2 separate regions of the Mus musculus genome follow, and region 1 is linked to region 2. Evidence: chromatin contacts called from public HiChIP or PLAC-seq data. All regions are on one chromosome and are shown on one strand. Each heading gives the region's core, a stretch centred on a gene start, on an enhancer-like site or on the middle of the called end of the contact. The rest is flanking DNA. Distances are from core to core; before and after follow the strand shown. Region 1 has its middle 38 kb from the start of Gm22997. Region 2 overlaps Ccdc34 (coiled-coil domain containing 34).

Region 1 (3,022 bases), core at 200-2,699, 140 kb before region 2:
AAGCATCCACTTGTTTATATATTCCCAAATCTAATGTCCTCTCCTTTACATTCTGCAGCCAGCTGTCCTGATTCTCCAGCCATTTGGTGAGAGTCAGTGTCTCTGCTATCCTGTGTTTCTGTCATCCTGTGCTCTACTACCCAACACTCTCACAGAAATCCTCAATTTCACCTGTTGGCTTCAGGCCATCTCCAGAAGTTGACAGTGGGGGGGCTCAAGTTGCCCAGGGTAGTGTCACATAGTGATACCTGAAACGTGACAGAGGTGCTGTCATTATGAAATATACATACATACATACATACATACATATATATATATATATATATATATATATATATATATGTGAATATCCATATTGAATTTCTTCCTCCATCTATCTCTCTGTCTCTCTATCCCTATCCACCCCACAGCACCCCCGTGTGTGTATGACACATACTTGACAAGGGCTCTGCCACCTAGGTAAATCCCAAGCCCTTCCCATTTTGTTTGCAATGTTGAAAGACGAAAGAAGAGGCACTGGATTTGAAGGAAGACTAAAGAAAACTAGAAGTTCTAATTTCTTTCCCCTCTGAATATATATTTTTGGGAAAAAAAAAATCTAAAGTTATCCTAGAGTGTTCAGGGCCTTCCTAGTCCGAGCCTTGGCTTTCTGTGCGTGTCATTGGCCTGCCTATTGAAGAGAGCTAAAAGCCTCAGCAGCATTCAGCAGCAGGCCCATGAGACTGGAAAACGGAGCACAACACGGAAGTTGGTATGTGCTGTGATTGTTCCTGAGCAGCAGGGACAGTGGCTGCTCTGGGCACTTCAGGAAGTATTTGCTCTAAGAGGCCCTTCCAGCTATTGTTGTGAAGGCCAAGCATGCTGGGCTGGCACCAGGACAGGTGCCTTCTCCAGGCCAACGTTCTGTCCATGGCATTTTGGGGTACAAGGGACAGTAAGACTAAGGCGCAGGTGGTGGGAAGAGAGTGAGGAATATCGGAACCAGGATACAGCCGCAGGCTTGATCTTCTGTTAGCTTCGGCTCTTAATTCCAGGAGTCCCTGCCTCTAGGTTTATTTCTGTGTCTTCCTGCCATGGGTTGCGGTGATTGATGAGAAGCCAGATGCTCCTGGCAATTGCCTGGCTGGGCCAGCAGGATTTATCCAGTAGCATAAGGAGCGGGGGTTTAGTAGTCCCAGGTCTTGGACGTGAATGCTGCCCTTGCTTCTATGTGTGCCCTTGAGCTTCCTCTTCCTCGTCCATAAAGAAGGCCGATAACCAGCTTGAGTGACTATGAGGGAGAGATAAGCTGAGATTGATGAACCTGTCCAGAACACAATGGCAGAGGGAAAATGTTAGCTTCCTCCCTTCTCCTGAGCAGCTGGACCCGGGAGGAGCAGGCGTGGGGAGCTACTTGGGTAGTACATATCACATTTCCCTGGGTTCCTCCCTGTTGAGCCTGCTCCAGCCTGAATTCTCCTGACAGCTGCCCTGCTTCACTGCTCGGCCTTGCCCACCACTCCTAATTGAACAAAGGAGAGCCTCTGCTTTCCTCTCGGGAGAAATAATTACGAAGCAGAATGATGCAATCTGTGACTCTCAATGGCACAGGCCACAGAGCCAGGCCAGGCTGGGATCCTAAAATCATGCCAGGAATGCAAGCCAGGACCCTTCTATCCCATGAATCCAAGCAACCTCTCCACCAGGCTGCAGCTCAGGCTCCTCAGTCATGCGGATCTAGGTCACTAGTTCTGACACTGAGGTGCAAAACTAGCCGGAAGCAGGGACTGAGTTCTTAAGAATGGCTTCTAACAAAATGACTTAGTTGAGGAGTAGGTGTTTGTGGAGAGATAAATAGCATTCTTTAAGAGTTTATGGGGGGCGCACTGTCAGAGGTGAAAGGGAGAGTGGAAGGGGAAGGACTCTGCGAGGGGGACTAGGAGGGAGGGCAGCATTTGGGGTGTAAATAAATAAAATAAACAATGAAAAAGACTATTGTGTGAACATGTGTGTGTGTGTGTGTGTGTGTGTGTGTGTGTGTGTGTACACTCATTTGTGTAAAGACACACAAGCATGGAGGCCAGAAGGGAGCATGAATGTCTTCCTCTATCATTTTCTTTATATTTCTCTAAGGCAGGGTCTCTCCCTGAACTTGGTTTTTTAATTTTCAAAGATAGGGTATGTTGGCACTTCCTCTAAGCTCCGTCCACCCCTCAGTTACCTGACAGCAGCCAGGTGTGCCTGACTCACAATCAAAGAGGCTGCTTGCCCCCTCCTTACTCTCTTGCTCTCTTCTCCTCTTGCTCTTGCCCATTACCCTCTTCCCCATTCCCTCTCCCCCTTTTCTCTCCATGTGCTCATGGTCTCTCTCTCTCTCTCTCTCTCTCTCTCTCTCTCTCTCTCTCTCTCTCTCTCTCTCTCTCTCCCTCCCTCCCTCCCTTTCTCTATCTCTCCTCCCTCAACTCCCCTTCCCATTCCCTAAATAAAGTCTATTCAATACTATACCTTCATGTTTGGCTAGTACCCTGGGGGGAAGGTATGCCTCAGCATGGGCCCACAGAGCCCTTCCCCTACACCATACTGAGCCTCCTTTCTTTTTATCTTTTTATAAAACACAACAGAGAAGAAGATAGGAAGTCCCCCAAACCTCCCTATCTCTGCTTCCCTTCTGATCTGGGGTTACAGGCATGCTCAGAACACACAGCTTATACTGCAGCTACTGGAATCCAAATTCCTGTCTTCATGATTGTACAGCAAGTGCCATTAAGCACTGACCCATCATTTCAGCTTTTGCCAAGCATCTTTTTAAAATCTTCAAGTTAGCTCGTTTAAAGTGTCACAAGCACATTTTGAAGTGAGTCTTGCTCACATATCCATTTTACAAAAAACAAACAAACAAACAAAACAAACAAAAACCTGAGTCTCAAGGCTCAGTCATTGGATAGCAACCACAAAATTAATGAGCTGCCCATCACATTGAAACCGATTTATAGTCTAGTATTTTCAATTTTTCCCATAGCACAACTAGCTCTTAAATCAAATG
Region 2 (3,188 bases), core at 618-3,117:
GACATGAATTTTTTGCATGATTAACAACTTCTTAACACCTTCCAAAAGTAGGCAAATGACACACAAACAAAAAAAAAGTCAATTACAAAAGAGAAAACGTCAAAAGTGTTACTGACCCAAATTGCCGCACTCCATTTCTGTGCTGTTGTCGTAATTCCCAGCATGACTACACTTAAGGAAACAGAACTGAAATGAAGCCATAATGGTGGAATCTGACTCCTAGAGTACTGGTGTCCTTATAGAAAAGGAAACCATAGTGGGATGTGTACACAGATATACAGCCACTCAAGGAGCAAAATCAGAGCTGTGTTTTCTGCAAACCAAGAAGAGACATAATGAGCAGTCCAAACCCACACATCCTTTCCTCTTGATTTTAGGCTCCCAAACAATAAGAAAATTAACTTCCAGTTTTTTAAAAACATCTACCTGGACTAGGAAGATAAGTCTCCCAGTGAGACTAATAAAATAAGCCAGCAATGGCAAAGCACTGCACACTAACTAGAGAAGGATGGAAAATAAAGACAATTGATAAGATCAAGTTTAACAAAGGCATAGACCAATTAGAATTTTCATGTTAATAATGAGAACATCAAATGGTACAAGTACTGTAGAACAGTTAGGCGATTCCCATGCAGACCAGCAACTGAGCTCTAAAGCATTTGTCTAAGACAAATGAAAATGTGTGAGAATATAAGCAATAAACAACTCAGTGTCCTATTAGCTAGTAGATAAATAAGCAATTTGTGCTATTTCATAGGATATTAGAACAGTAAAAGGGAAAGGAATCAAGAATATATAAAATACTATGATAAAATTAAAAACAAAAGAATTATAAAGTCAAAGGAGGGTGCACCTTACCATTTTATTTACATACACTCGAGAACAGGCAAATCTAATTTCCAGAACAGGGTTACTGCACTAGCCTTGTTGCTGGGCCAGCTTGGCGTAAGGAGCAGGGTGCTGAGTGTAACTGGACATAGGGAACTTTCTGGAATGACAGCAATGCTCTATCACCTGATTGTAGTGCTAGTTGCTTGCACTGATACAGAAGTTTATCAAGCTTCCCAAACTTACAATTGATATAAAACATGCAAGTTACAGCCCAATGAAATACAACAGCAGCTAGACTGTGTGGGTGGAGTAGTCACAACTAGATGTGACCAAGTACATTCCAGCACTCAGGGAAACGGCACAGTGAATTCAGAACTCTGAATAAAGATGCTAGTAAAGAGTTTGGAGGAAACAAATGCATACATACTCATATAGTCTTTAAATTAGACAAGGCTGTCTGTCACAAGGACCTAAGGAGAGAAGGGAATGTCTGTGAACAGCAGAGGAAAGAACAGCGCTGAAATGCCTTCAGGATTCTAGAACGCTGGTTCCTACACACCAGGCACACAGTATGTCTTTTACAGAAAACAACAAGGACTATTTAAAACTTTCTGAGTGTGTACTCCTTCCTCAGACAGGGCCTGCCCCCACAGGAAAAAGGCTGAGCAAACATCACCAGACAGCTCGAAGGGCACACTGACAGCAGCACCACCAGTCACAGACCCCACTGAGCTGCAGCTGTCATTCACACAAAATATCACTTGTGTTTGAAAGTTAAAACCTTTTTTTTTAAAGTAACTTTAAAGTGCTGAAAATAAAGTCTGTTCTCATAAAATATGTTTCGACACTAAAAACCCACTTTAGAAAAAGAATCAGTATAACAACACAAATGTAAAAGTCCCGGATGAGATATGCCTTTTGTTTAAAAGAGGATTTAAAAATTTATAGTTATAAGGAACCAAGTTTGCTAATGGATACATAAATCCCCTTTGCCTGATTTTCTGATAGAGTACAGTAAAAACGACAGAGGTGGCAGCCGGCTAGGGCTGACCCAGCCTGAAGCTGAGGCGGCAGAGGACCACACACCATGAAATGTAAACACAAGAGCAAATCCTAGATGCCAGACTGGAAAAGAAGCAGGAGAGCTTCTTTCCAAACAGAGGTAAGCATAAGGAGAGCTGGAAAGAGAAACTCAGAGAGAGAGAGAGAGAGAGAGAGAGAGAGAGAGAGAGAGAGAGAGCAGAGCAATCAATCATTCCTTAACAGGCACAGGAATGCTGTAGAATACTGGGTAAATTCAATTTTTCAGGGTTCGTTTTTAAATAATTCATACCAGGGCAAGCAACTTTTCCCCCCTGCTCACCACCAAAAATAAATAAACAAGTAAGTAAGTAAGTAAATAGACTTCCCTTCAATAAGTGAATTAGATCTTCCATCAACAATTAAAACAGCAAATATACCATCGATCTGTCAGTATTATCTTCCAGACTTAGACAAATAACAGTTCTGCATGATTGGCATGGCAACATTAGCTTAATGCAGTTGAAGACAGGCCGCTTTCAGATGAGAAAACAATATTCTACATACCAAGAATTACTCTGATTTATAGTTTTAAACTTCTAAAAGGTAGCAACCAAAGTCTTGATATAGTCATATATCAAGATTTTGATCTTGGCAATTTTTTTCACAAAGAACACTTTTTTGTTATATTATAGATGAATCAAGCAAACAAAATCTGCAATTGACTTCTGAAGGAAAAAGAAATTTGAATTTGCAAATATACACAGCTAATCAATTTTCTTATAATTATTCCACCTGCAATTATTGATCCTCTTGGTAATATAACTGGGTATTAAGTTTAACAGTAAAAACAAAATTATAATTTTGTCCTTTAAATTAAATTTAAGACCTTGTCCTATAATTTAAATATTTGTCTCAATTCCTAAAAGTAGATTTTAACAACAAATCACCACCATTCCAAACATAGAATGTCAACAAAGACAAATTTACAATAACATTTCATTCATTTAGTCTCTCCGTCTTTCTCTCCCTCCTTCTCCCCCACTCCCCACCCCATTGGCACGCTTGTCAGCTTGTTTATTGGAGTTTTAACTAAGGCCTGCACTCACTGCAAACATTCTATTACTGAAATACACCCCAGGACCAGTACTTTAAAATTTTCTGACGTATGTTCCTACATAAGAATGTATTAAAGTTGAAATAGGGACTAAAAGTATTCAACTTAGTAGTTCAGTGTTAGCTTAACATAAACAAAGCCCTGGGTTCAATTCTTAGGGTCTAATATTATTTTAAAAATAGTAATAACCAAAAGATGAAAGAAGATAAGGGAATGTAAA

The links. HiChIP or PLAC-seq counts read pairs in DNA pulled down with a chosen protein or histone mark.
Region 1: an H3K27ac HiChIP or PLAC-seq map of heart atrium shows a contact between it and region 2, with 4 times the contacts expected there. The contact joins two enhancer-like sites. A contact is called at or near these places in 4 of 39 promoter capture datasets (cranial neural crest, embryonic stem cells, liver and 1 more), 5 of 484 Hi-C or Micro-C datasets (cerebellum, liver, uterus and 1 more), 4 of 115 datasets of contacts at active chromatin or transcription factors (cardiomyocytes, craniofacial prominence, differentiating embryonic stem cells and 1 more) and 1 of 9 other capture datasets (adipose tissue).

Annotation. Positions count from the first base shown.
Region 1 is chr2:110,178,383-110,181,404 of GRCm38.p6, reverse strand. No RefSeq gene overlaps it. Among named protein-coding and RNA genes, the nearest start is that of Gm22997, 38 kb to the left of the region's middle. Within about 2 kb of position 1,449, at least 123 of the 459 cell types and tissues checked have an H3K27ac peak or open chromatin away from gene starts, as enhancers often do. A contact at or near this core is called in craniofacial prominence and heart atrium, where this site is marked.
Region 2 is chr2:110,035,205-110,038,392 of GRCm38.p6, reverse strand. All of the region lies in intron 3 of Ccdc34 (coiled-coil domain containing 34), which reads right to left. The region is part of intron 4 of Ccdc34os (coiled-coil domain containing 34, opposite strand); the gene reads left to right. Among named protein-coding and RNA genes, the nearest start is that of Ccdc34os, 14 kb to the left of the region's middle. Within about 2 kb of position 1,867, at least 25 of the 459 cell types and tissues checked have an H3K27ac peak or open chromatin away from gene starts, as enhancers often do. A contact at or near this core is called in craniofacial prominence and heart atrium, where this site is marked.